Regions from separate parts of the Mus musculus genome. Here region 2 is linked to region 1. Evidence: chromatin contacts called from public HiChIP or PLAC-seq data. All regions are on one chromosome and are shown on one strand. The core of a region is the stretch at or near the end of the contact, and the rest is flanking DNA. Distances in the headings are between cores, read along the strand shown. Region 1 overlaps Gm20139 (predicted gene, 20139). Region 2 overlaps Map3k5 (mitogen-activated protein kinase kinase kinase 5).

What was found. HiChIP or PLAC-seq counts read pairs in DNA pulled down with a chosen protein or histone mark.
Region 2: a contact with region 1 is called in an H3K27ac HiChIP or PLAC-seq map of embryonic stem cells, with 4 times the contacts expected there. The contact joins two enhancer-like sites. A contact is called at or near these places in 4 of 115 datasets of contacts at active chromatin or transcription factors (double positive thymocytes and embryonic stem cells).

The regions. Positions count from the first base shown.
Region 1 is chr10:19,204,568-19,211,049 of GRCm38.p6, forward strand. It overlaps Gm20139 (predicted gene, 20139), which reads left to right. Exons shown (of 4, transcript NR_038021.1): 4 at 1-3,380. Among named protein-coding and RNA genes, the nearest start is that of Gm40607, 36 kb to the right of the region's middle. Within about 2 kb of position 3,709, at least 55 of the 459 cell types and tissues checked have an H3K27ac peak or open chromatin away from gene starts, as enhancers often do. A contact at or near this core is called in embryonic stem cells, where this site is marked.
Region 2 is chr10:20,122,103-20,128,584 of GRCm38.p6, forward strand. It overlaps Map3k5 (mitogen-activated protein kinase kinase kinase 5), which reads left to right. Exons shown (of 30, transcript NM_008580.4): 24 at 2,850-3,035; 25 at 5,550-5,655. Among named protein-coding and RNA genes, the nearest start is that of Map7, 46 kb to the right of the region's middle. Within about 2 kb of position 3,344, at least 27 of the 459 cell types and tissues checked have an H3K27ac peak or open chromatin away from gene starts, as enhancers often do. A contact at or near this core is called in embryonic stem cells, where this site is marked.

The DNA of each region.
Region 1 (6,482 bases), core at 2,459-4,958:
TCCTGTACTTTTTCTAAACCACTTAAGAGTTTGTCTCATTACACTTCTTTTTACCTCTCGGAAGGGTGAGAATTTTCCAAACCTGAGTAACCATTTTCTTATGCAACCACGTGGTATGATTATCAAACGTGGGACATTTCCCATTGATGAAATTGTTGTAGTAAATATTTAAAATCCTGCCCTGAGGTTTCTACCCTACCTTTTATGATTTATGTTCCTGGATGAAAGGCACACTCACAGCCTGTATAATAAACCCTAAACAGCACAATAGCTGGGCAGCTGCCTATCTTCCAAGTTCTTAGAATCTACTTTCCTATCGATAACCTCAAGTTATTATTTACTATCTGCTGGGTTCTATTTGGGCTACTCTTAACAACAATTGGGCAGCTCTCAGGCCACGCTCTCTTAACTCATGGTGATGGCACCTCCCTCCTCTCCTGCACATTTTTCTTCTCCTTCTCCTGACCTCATGCCTAGGAAACCTAGACCCTTCTGCCCAGTCATTGGCCATCGACATCTTTATTTACCAATCAGAATTAACTTGGGGCTTTGGCTATTCATACTTTCCAGTTATCCCAATGAAGTGACGTGTAAGTTTTATGCTCTCCCTCCCATCCAGGTGCTAAGGTAACACCATGGGTTGCACTTAGCTGTCGTGACCATTTGATCTCTGTTGCTCTAGAACCATTCTTTTATCTTTTCTTTGCTTTTCACACTGAAGCCAATGGCTTTTCATTTAGGTCTGCTGATGTCTCCTAACACATCTCTGGCCAGAACAATGCATATGGATGTGTGATCTTCTCATATGTCCCTGGAATAAGCTGTACACCCTTCTTTCATGATTGTAATCCTGTTCACTTGACCCTAGTTGTCCATTTTCTTCACTCTGGAGTTTCTGAGTTGCTCTTTGAAAGCAGAATGCAGCCTACTTGGAGACTTCCTAAACCCATCCAAGGACCCTGCTCTTCATCACAGTTCTCTTCTCATCTTGAGTCTAATCAAGCTGTGCCACAGGGCTTGTGCCACCTTCCACCACCACCCCAGCTCCCCCACACTCTTTCCACAAAAAGCAAAAGTGTCACCATAAGAGATGACTCTCTCCCTCTCTTTCCCTCTCATTCCTCTCTTTCCTTCTCACTTAATCTATTATTAGTATGAATATACATATTCTAAATATATTCTCTGTGTTAAGAAGCTATCCCTATCATGATTTTTTTTTAATGCCTAAATAACACCAGAAGATCTAGCAAGTTGTAAAACCTTTGAAATAGCTCCTGTGTACTTTCTATACACGTCCATAAGTTCAAGGTCCATTTTATGCTTTTGTTCAGCAAGATTTACCACATATCTTCTCTGTTCTTACCAGTTACCCAAGTACCTCTGTTTCCTTTCCATGGCAAATGGAATTTAGAAATTAAGATCTGAACACTAGGTATGCTCACTGCTGCTCAAGTGTCTTTTTCTTTAGACCCCCAACAGAGGGCTGAAATTAAAAGAAAATATGCCCAGAGACAGATGCAAACATACACATACAAGGGAATGTCTTTCTACATAGGAATTAGACACCATCATCTTTCCCTACCCCATTTTTTATTTTCCCTTCTTCTGATGTGAGAACCCTGACTTTCAATGACATAAGAATAGTTGCTCTTTTATCCATCCAATAACAAGTTGATTTAGAGTCACTCAACCAGAGAGAGAGAGAATATTAATATGTAGTTGCATTTTCTCTAGTAAGGTTTTATTGTTAAAAAGGTTACTAGAACTTTACCCTCCTAGCCTCCACTTCAATTCACTCACATCCATTTCCAAAAGGTGTGCTCAGAAAGGGTTACTATCTCTAATCACTTCTATCTGCTTCTATTACTCTTTGTAGATGAACAACTTCATTGTTTCTTGGACTATTTTTTCTGTGGGGTTTTATTTGGAGGGGTCATGGGGGTGGAAAAGTATCCTTAGCTTACTTTCTTGCTTACAGAAAAGTAATATATTGTAGATTCTTTGTAGATACATTGTTTATCAAAACGTATTCTGTAGATATTTTTTTGCAGGTGTGTGGTGCTCTCGTTTAAATAAAATATCCCAAGCCTTCAGGTAGACCCAATTTTTGATATTATAAAAAGGCTGATTTTATTTAAAAAAAAAAAAAAAAGGCCCAGCTTTTAGAAGACCTCACTCTGAGTTCTTCTGGAAACTCTGTAGTTTTCCCTAGTGAGGTTTTATTGCTAGCTTATTTAAAGTGAGGTTTATTGTTTATTTATTTTCAAATTCTGAAGGGAAATTTTCAGCATAAACTCTTAGGAAAAGATCTATTAATTGAAGACTAAAGGTGTGGTTTTGTTAGATGTGCAAACAAAACTAAACCCTTCATGTGTATGTCCCCTTTCACATTCCCGCAGTGTGAGTGGGCACGTGTCTCTACAGTCTCACCAAGTGTGAGTGGGCACGTGTCTCTACAGTCTCACCAAGTGTGAGTGGGCACGTGTCTCTACAGTCTCACCAAGTGTGAGTGGGCACGTGTCTCTACAGTCTCACCAAGTGTGAGTGGACACGTGTCTCTACAGTCTCACCAAGTGTGAGTGGGCACGTGTCTCTACAGTCTCACCAAGTGTGAGTGGGCACGTGTCTCTACAGTCTCACCAAGTGTGAGTGGGCACGTGTCTCTACAGACTCACCAAGATTGTTATCAAGCTTTTGAATACTTCCCAATCTGAGGATCGAGAAGTGGCTTCTTTATATAGTTTCAATTTTATGGGTGAAATTGTGCATCTTTATCTTAGTTTAAGGACATGGTAATTTACATCTCTTTAGGGGAATGAATTGTGTCTTACGCTATTTAAAAAAATAATTTTAGTCTTTCTTTTTTGTCTGTAATATGTACCTTAAATCATTTCCCTTAGTTTGTTATTTAACTTTTATGATTTTAGCATTAGTTTTTGTAATTAGATTTATTGTGTTTGCTCTTTTGCATTTGAATTTTTTTTTTCTGTTTTGTTTTGTTTTTTTCAAGACAGGGTTTCTCTGTATAGCCCTGGCTGTCCTGGAACTCACTCTGTAGACCAGGCTGGCCTCAAACTCTGAGATCCGCCTGCCTCTACCTCCCAAGTACTGGGATGAAAGGCAAGCACCACCACTGCCTGGCCGCATTTGAATTTTAAATTGAAGTTGAGAGCCTTCAGTCAACAATCAGCTTTTAGAAGATCTCACTCTGAGTTCTTCTGGAATTTGTCAAGTTGATAGAATTCTTATTCCATTTGGAGTTTATCTTTGTAACTCTGACAAGTGGACATAGTTTTATCTTTATTCCAAATATTTTTCTAATTGTACCACTGTGTTTATTGGATAATTTGTTATAATAAAACCTATCATTTTCTATAATGAATACCTGCTTAATAGTAAAAATAAATTAAAATTATTTCCACCCCCCCACACACACATAAAAAATCAAAAAACCCACATTAAAGTCTTTCATCAAAAATCTTGCACCAAAAAGAAATAATGCCACTTACTACAGTTTGATAAGATTAAGTATCATTTATTAAAAGATGAAAATAAAGGAAACTGTTTCTTAATCAGAGAACAAGCTCCATCTGTACCTAAAAGACTCAGGATAAACACGCCCCGCCCCACCCCACCCCCCACCACGCTCTAGACGTTCTATCCGTGAGCTTTGCATTCCTTCTGTTCATGTGCTGATGACGCTTTGTGTTCAAGACAAAGGCTGTGCTGTGGTTGAAGGTCAGGGCTGGGCTGCGATCTCCACCACACTCCACCTCACGTCTCTTCTTTCTCAGTGTTTTCCTAGCATGTGTAGTTTTCCATGCGAACAATAGTGTTCATTTATCGAGTTGAAGCATTTGAAGTGAGCAGGGACTTGTTTTATTGGAATTTCACTAAATCTTCAGACTTAAGTCACTAGATCCCTTGGAACTGGGGTACAGACAGCTGAGCCCGTCAGCGTGGGGGCCAGGAAGACACTTAGGGCCTCTGAAAGAACAGCCCATGCTGTCACTGTTGAGCTCTCTCTCCATCCCCTTGTTTTCTTATTTTTATTCTCAAGTATTTAATCTCTTAATTCCATTGTAAATGAAAGTTTTTAAAAGTATTTTTAAGCTGGTTTTTATCTGTATATATGAAATCCATTGACTCTTTTCACCTGATATTTTAAAACATAATTTTATTGCTTATAATATATAATCCTGATATATTAATTCTTTGAAATTTGCTTAACGCATACAATTTACTCTAACAAACCGAAAAGACTTCCTCATAAAATATATTGCTTTAGTGAGGTGACCTGTAATTACATTATTAATTGTGTGTTGTTTCTAGTAAATGTAACCAGCTATTAAACATAGAATGTTTCTAAAGTTAGTTTAGAATTATCTACCTCAGTGGTATTAACTTTTTATTTCAAGCATGTAATTAAGAAGGCTGACACTCAGGGATGGGTCAGCTCAGGTTCCAGTCAGGCTGCAAGATAGACTCCTCTTTTTTAACAGTAACACTCACTAATTCTCAACAGACACCATCTAAGGGATATCAAACACAGGTGCTTGTTTTCTGAAAAACAAAACAAAACAAAACAGCAGCAATGTTTTCCTCTGTCTTCATAAGTTGCTCTTTCCTTGTTGTGAAAAAAAAATTCTTGAGAAAAGCAACAAGGGAGGAAATTTGTATTTTGACTCCCTTCATATGGTTTCAGTCCTTCAGAGACAGTGTAGAACAGTGTGGTGGGAATGAGTAACAGAGGGTCCTCACACCACTGTGGGACAAGAAGCAAAGGGAATGGGGCTAGAAGCAACGAAGAGAACAGTCTTTCAGAACCTAGTCTTCATGACGTATTTCCGGGACACACTTCTGGAATCTCAAACCCAGACCTCATGAAGTATTTTCAAGATTCAGGTGTCACCTCTAGAGACCATCAGCCAGGAAGCAAGCCTCCATAGCTTGAGCCAGTGGGTCAGAGCATTTCTCCTCTCTTCAGTTCCCTTCAGAGACTCCCATTTACTTCAGCACACCGACCTTTTCTGTGCCACCTAAATTGTCAATACGTATTAATAGACAAGTTCACAATATTTGGAAGTGCCACAACATCCATAAAGGTTTTAGATGAATTATACTATAGCTTTATTCACAGCACTTGCACATATTTATGAAATGGAGTACTGAGAACAACTGTACATCACATAATGTCATTTCTGTCAGAGACAGACCACACTCATGACAGTGGCAGGCAGCAGCTTCGGGTTTGTGGTGTCACCACATAGCTTGAGGACATTATTTTCACATGTGTCTAATTTGGTCTCACATTAGTTTCTTCATCATGACACAGAAACTGGCTGCTAACATTGCCAGTAAGAGACCCATGGAGTGAACTGAAAACAAAACTGAAAGTAAAAATCAGTGGTTTGCATTGCTCATCAGGTGGGCGTGTCATGGTCTACTTCAGCTGTGACCCTCCAAGAACAGGAGCAAAATGATAACAGCTATTTAAAAATCTGCTTCATGAAGGCAGTGACAGCAGCAACATCCCAGAAGAAACTATCAGCTATGGAGATAGTATCAGTGACCTGTGTAGATTACAAATAGTGAAGCCCTTTTCCTCTAGCCACTATGATGATCAAGAGCGAAAGGCTTGTTTGTAATGTTCACTGAAAAGGCTAGATGGAACTATGATAATGTGTTTGCTGCAAGCTCTGGGTAGTTCTTAATGACTTCAGAATCATTTACAGTCTGAAACTGAGTGAGTGATGGGTCTGTACATACAGGCGTGTGGTACTTAGGCCTTTACCACTTAGGTCTGTGTGAGTTCAGATGTGCATTTGCACCATGGCAAGACAGCAAACTTAACTGCAAATTTCTCCGAAGGCTCTCCTATTGCCAAGAGACATGTGAGTGTACACGTGCAAGTTACTCCATCGTAGACAGCGTTTTGTACAGAGATAGATTTAGAGCCTTTGTAAGAGCTCCTTACATGCCTCTTCTCTGGAGGCCCCAAAGTACAGGCTGATTACACTTGCCCTGCATGATGACCTGAGTCTATCCCACAGCATTATTAGAAACCAGTATGGCTGTAACACCTAAATGTTCCTGTAAGACCATCTTTCCTATGTATTACATACACCTTCTTTTGAAAGTTTTATACGTGAAGCTGGAGAGATACTCAGTGGTTAAGAGTATATGCTGGACAGCCTGGGACAGGATCCTTTCAGTTTCAGTCTGCAGCAGGAGCTGATACTGTGCCACAGCTCTCCATATCCAAATAATGCCAGGAGAAAGCTGGTCTCCCAGGAGTGCCCAAACATCTGTGAGCACAGGTAAAACCACCCCTTTTGCTCAAATTCTTGACCCAAGAGGGACCCACCCAGAGCCATCAGGACACAGGAACCAAGGAACAGGCAGAGACAGTTTCTATCTGCATCTCAGAGCTGACCCTGTGCCACAGCTCTCCATACCTAAATTCCTCCCAGAGAGAACTG
Region 2 (6,482 bases), core at 2,094-4,593, 920 kb after region 1:
TGAATTCCTTACAGGGACGTCCATCTGTCGCACCACATGGCGACTTGGTGGCAGAACAGGTCTTCCTCCAGTTTACGGCTGATGTTCCAGCTTGGGGCAAGGGGGATACATAGTTAGGAGCTTGGATTAAGTTTGGGCTTGCCTTAGTCAGAGTCCTGGCTCCATCACTTCAAGGCTGTGCCATCTGAGTAAGATACTGACCTCCTCAGAGCCTGAGCTGCTTCACAAAGACTCATGTGCCATTGCTGACAGGAGTCACTGAGTCATGGGAAATTTAGGTCAAAATAAAAAACACTGTACAAATGCGAACTTGTTACCGCCAACCAACCTAATAATAGTTACCTAGTTTCTTTTTTTATTCCACAACCAGAGAGAAATAATTTCTCCCCCGCCCCACACATAACGTTTTTATTGATTCTCTGAGAGTTTCACATCCTGCACCTTGATCACAATCCTTTCTATGTAGACATTATTTTCTTAATGTTTTAAAACCTTTCTAGAGAAATATTTACATTTCATTCTACACTACAGAACAAACCCAAAGGGAATTGATTATCGGTTAGGTCCTTAGTCTATTAACCCATGAAAAGCTTTAATTTTTGGGTGTGTGTATCTCGTATGTGTGTGTTGTGTGTTCTGAAGTATATTATGGGATGTATGTTGCATGCACACAAGTGTGCAGGTGCATGCACACGTGGAGGTCAGAGGCTGGCCTTTGTCTTCCTCTGTTACTCTCTGACTTACTAACCTTAAGACCGTGTCTCTCACTGACCCGGAAGCTTGCTCTCTCAGCTAGGCTGACTGGCCAGTGCACTCTCGGGATCCACCAGTCTCTGCCTCATGATGCTGGGGTTACAGGCAAGTGAAGACAAGACCCCTCTTTCCGCGAGTGATAGGTCCTCATGCTTTCAAGAGAGTGTTCTTACCCACTGAGCCGTCTCCCTGGCCCCAGTTTTTATTGATTACAGTTTAACTTCTTTAAACTGTATCTCACCTTTCACAAATCGCTGACAGTTTAAGGAATAAAGACTAGGGAGAGGGTTCGGTGGACAAGAGCACTTTCTGTGAAAACGAGGAGCAGAGTTCAAATCCAAATCTCTAGCACTCATAAAAAGCTGAGTGTGGCGGGGCAGGCCTAGAACTCCAGCCCAAGGGGAGATGGAAGATCCTTGGAGATCATTGAGAGACCTTGCATTGATGTAATAAGGCAGCGAGTAAGAGAGGAAGATAGCCCAATATCTGCTTGTGGCCTTCACATGTGTGCATAGCTGCATATAACACACACACACACACCCCTGTGCACACAAGGCTAGAGAGGGCTTTTGCAGGAAAGCTGTGAATGCTGAATTTGTGGGAAAGGCTCACTGTCGAATGCTGCCATTGTTCTGAGGCAGGTTTACCCTGCAGAACATGCTGTCTCAGAAAGGAAAGCCCTCGAATGAGCTGACACAGAGGGGCGGGAGTTAGGGCAGAAATGATGATGACTAAGCGGATGTGGTAGCCTGGACGGGAAGCATTTCCCAGGGTAGAGACTGTGCTGTGTAGGACAGCCACACGCGCATCCAGGCAACATGCTGCTGCTGCTGCTGCTTTAAAGACAAAGCTGATGTCAAAAATAAATGCTTGCTCTCCTAGCAGTTCGCTCTCCTGATATTTCCCGGTGTTAGGAAGTTGCCTGTGAATCCTCCCTCTGGCTGTCATTCAGTTTGTGATGAGAAAAACACAAAGAGTGTAATTGTTCTCAGTGTAATTTTCAAATGTTTCTTTAATGACAGCCTTTAGGCCTTTCAATTTAGACTTTTCTCATGAGAACTTAAACAGGGGACCAAGCTCCCAAATCAAGAATATATGTGGAGAAGGTGAGGGTGTGTTTTGAAATTTTTCATGGAATTCTAATGATGGGAATTTTATTGGCCTGGTGGAGAAACTTAATTTTAATAATACAGTTAGAAAATGCAGTATGAACTAGAAATTAGCTTAATAAAAATTCTTGAAGTTTAATGAGGATTAGGTTTTCTTTACAGGCTCAGTGTGCCTTGCTCACATTAAAATAAAATAAAATAAAATAAAATAAAATAAAATAAAAATCACTTTGAAAGAGAGGTCTATTTAAATATGTGAACGTTTCCTTGGTTTGTTTTTTATAACTGATTACCCAGTTGTTGTTAAGGTGGGGTTCCAATGGTGGTGTCTAACCTGGCCCCTTTTACGACAGGGAGTTGACTTTAAAGGCCATGGAAGGGCCAGGCACACCTTTTGATAGATACACACAGCCAGGAGAGAGGTAGCCGGCTGGTACCCAGCTGAGCCTGGCCTAGAGAACCATGGTGTGTGAGTCCGGAAGACAGAAAGCTCCACGGTTCCTTCCATCTTTGCTCTTGCTTGGCTGCTGCTGTTCGTCTTGTGCTGCTCGTCTCTGCTCTATCTTCTTCTCTTTCCATTGTCATTCTCGACTCCCCTGCATCTACTCCCGTGTCCTTGGGTGCACCCCGACCCTGGGTTGTGACCTTTCTGCAGGCAGACTCGGAGATTAAGATTCCATGGCTCCGTGCCCCTCTCTCACCTTAGTGTCCAATTAAAATTCCCAACAGCAGGATTCTCACCGCCTCAACCTATCCCCATCTGGGCACAGCCCAAATGTGCCCTGGCTACCGACCAGCGTGGGCGTACGGCTGTTTCTCCAAAGACTGGTTACTTCTGGCAGCAGTGATGGCTACTAAGGGGAGCCACAGGGTTCAAAGCATGTTGGGGAAGGCCTCTCGGAGCAAAGGTCTTCTGAGAAAAGACTGAGAAGGGGGAGCTCGCGTGGAGTACAGAGTGACTGAGGCCCTGTCGGGTTTTATTTTCAGGGTGCTGAAGAGCCTAAACTAAAGTGGGAACACATCACAACCCTCATCTCGAGCCTCAGAGAGTTTGTGAGGTCCACTGACCGAAAAATCATAGCCACTACACTGTCCAAGCTCAAGCTGGAGCTGGACTTCGACAGCCACGGCATCAGCCAGGTGCAGGTGGTCCTCTTTGGCTTCCAGGATGCGGTAAGTGCACGGGCCGCCATTTCCCCACAAACTCTGCTCAGGGTCGGTTGGTTATAGAAATGGGATACAGTTCAAATTCTGTTCCCTCTCATTTACTCGGTAAACTGCATTCTCTTCGGATGACAGATGTGAGGTATTTATTGAGTTCCCTCAAAGATAAGAGACTCACACAGCTGAACCACCATGGGAAACAGCAAGGCTTACAGACATTCATTCCCAAGACTGGGTTTCTCCTTAGGATCATGTGTGGGCCTCTAAAGCATAGTGCACATTAGTCGTGTTTTGTAATGCTGAACAAGAAGTGCCATCTAGTGGCCACTGAGAGAAATGCACTGTTACACCTGGGAATGCTCAGTGTTGAAATGCTCTCTCTCCCCTCAGCCCCCAAGGCTTTTCTCTGGTTTCCATATAGGACATTCTTAACAAGTTCATTTCGTAAATATCCACTATTTTCCCACCATAAATATAGTTTGGAAAACAGGCAGTTGGTGAGTGGAAACTACTCGTGATCTAATGAGAGATCACTGACAGTCTTATGCAAGACAAACCAGAAGTTATTCTGCAAGTCTGATTCAAAATAGACCTTTGTAAGCCACTGTCAGACACACAAGGTATGGGAGGCAGGAAAAAATATCTGGTGGTGCCTGTATGCAAATATAAAATTGCACTGTGTGGTTTTATTTAAATGTTTAATATTAACTTGTAATGTATTACTCCTGTGTTAGGTAGTTTCTTGACATTTGTATTTGAAACAAGAAACAATCCTCCATTCCAAACTGAATCTTCATCCTTCCACAGTCACTGGTGTTCTGAGTGGAAACGACTTGGTGTTTCTGCTGTGTGAAGAACAGGAACAAGATTCTCCTGACTGGACCGAGGTCCTAGAGAATCCAAGCAGGGCCTGTCACTAATATTAAATGCTAAGGCATGCTTACACTGCAACTATGGCAACCCAGCCATCTACCATCCAGTGCAACGATGTAGCTGATTTGTGCCTGCCCACACATTGGCTTCTGGGCAGGAGGTTGGGGAGAATTCAGAGTGAGAGCTAGTTAGCTGTAATCCTGAGCCTTGGGCCCAGGTCAGACATAGTCATGCAACTCGCTCAACCCAGTTTCACTCCTGGCCTGTCAAGTGCTCTTGTTGGGTAATACGCTGTGTAATGCGGCAGTGAGCAATACGCTGTGTGATGAGGGGATGTGCAGGGGGGCCATGGCTATGAAGGATTCACACTTGAAATACTCCCATGTTCTAAGTGATAGCCTGGTTAGACACATAAGCAGGCAGATCCATTTAAGAAATGGAGGTACTGCAAGCTCACTCTGAAAGAATCCCCTGGAGCAAGTGAGGTCCAAGAAGTAGTTCATTTCCTTGGGAGCAACTGCTATGCGAAAGGCCTCAGGCCGGCTCTCTCCTAAACCGGGTCGTTTGGATGAGGCTGGACCAATGGAAAGACTGAGCTGCTGTCATTCTGACTCTTGGCACGAGTTTGGAGCTCAGCCACCATTTTCCAGCTTCCACCTGGTTCTCTAACCGCAGCCCTGCTTACATAGGTGACATTGTGAACCGGGAAGAGTGACCCAATCCAGATGTTAAGGGAATTCTGTCCAACCTTTAAAAAGGAAATTCTGGCACAGGTTATAAATGTAGATGAGTCCTAGGAATGTCATGCTAAGTCAAACGGGATGGTCTTTAAAAACGACCAGAGAATTCATCCTCTGACTTTGGGGAGGTTCCCGGAGCACAGACCACAGGGATGGACGCAGGTCAGGTGTGCAGCACTGTTGGGTGAGAGCTGAGATCGGACTGAGTCCCGAGTTCCAATTCTATATGAGAAAGAGGCCTAAGGATGGACGGCGAGGACCTTCACACAGTAACATGGGGGTACATAGTGCCTCGGGTGGTTGAAATCACTAATTTTATATTATTAAGACTCATCTGAGCAAATGCAAGTGATTAACATTGGAAGTCTTATATTCTGTGTGCTTCACAGTAGGTTTTTGAAAGAACAGAATGGTAGGGTGTATAACTGTTTAAATGGGTGGGACATTTACCAGTCATAGTAAAAAGTTATCTTTACAACAATCATTTTTTTATGTGACTGGGCTTTCTGGAATATTCTAGCAGATTATTCCCCTATATCAGCATCAGCAACAGTTGCAGGAAAAGAAGAAAAAGATCAGATTTGCCAACATGCACGTTGTGCGTGGATGCTAATTTATACTCTCTTCCCTTGATTTTTCCAAATCGTGGATGTGCTCAGGCTTTGTCTGTGTTACATGGCGGTCAGGACCTGGCAGGGTGAGAATTGTCTATTGAAAACCTCTTGAACTCTCCCTGCTTTTACACTTTCTGCAGCTGTTTTAAGTGCCACAACTGTAGCCTTCCTCTTTCTCTTCCTCTTCCTTATGCATATGCCCATGCATATAAACACATAGACACCTTGCAGGAAGAGAATAATAGTAATAAATAATGTAAAAAATTAACATAGACTAAAGGTCACTGTCTTTCCAGGTCAATAAAGTTCTTCGGAATCATAACATCAAGCCACACTGGATGTTTGCCCTGGACAGCATCATCCGAAAGGCTGTGCAGACTGCAATTACCATTCTGGTTCCAGGTCAGAGCTATTTACTTACTGTGCAAAGATAATTAGTGCTTGTATACTCTGGGTTGGTCTGCCTCTGCCATTTCATTTCTGGTTTTCTTCAGTGTTTTTAAGAGCCCTTGTTGCCTTTAAAAAAATCATTTCTGAGTTGCTATCTTACTTTTCTTTTGCTCTGATAATGCCATGACCAAAGCGACACATAGAAGGAAGGGCTTATGTGGGCTTTCAGCTCCAGAACAGTAGCAGCCCAGCACCACCACCACCGTGCTGGGGAAGCATGCCAGAGGGCAGCCATGACAGTTGAACCCGAAAGCCAAGAGCTCTCATCTTAAATCACAAGCACGAAGCAGAAACAGCAAACTTGAAGTGGCTCAGGTCTTTAAACTCTCAGAGTCTGCTCCCAGTGGCCACGCCTCCAACCTCCACCACACCCCCTAAGCCTTCCCGAATGAGTGTCACCAGTGAAAGACCAGGCACCCAATTACATGAGCTTATGGGGGTTGAGTATTCTCATTTTAATCATCACAATCACCAAATAACGTTCATTCAGTGATCCAGTGTATACAAGTTTACACCGATAACACCGTTCACCATTAGTGAGGAGATTTGCTTTAGGCAGCATGCTAAGACGTGAAGGAAAACTAGAAGCTGTAAGATGTCCCGAATAGCTGTGAATTTCAATGTGTAGATATCTGTGCCCTCGTCACTGTTTTTAACCAGTGAGTGTCAGCTCTTCCCAAAGTCAGCAGAACTCACAGCTCGCCAGTCCATCTCAGACCAACTGGCAATAGACTTCTGGAATAAAGGCCCAGGAACTAGATTTTTTTTAAAAATTTAAA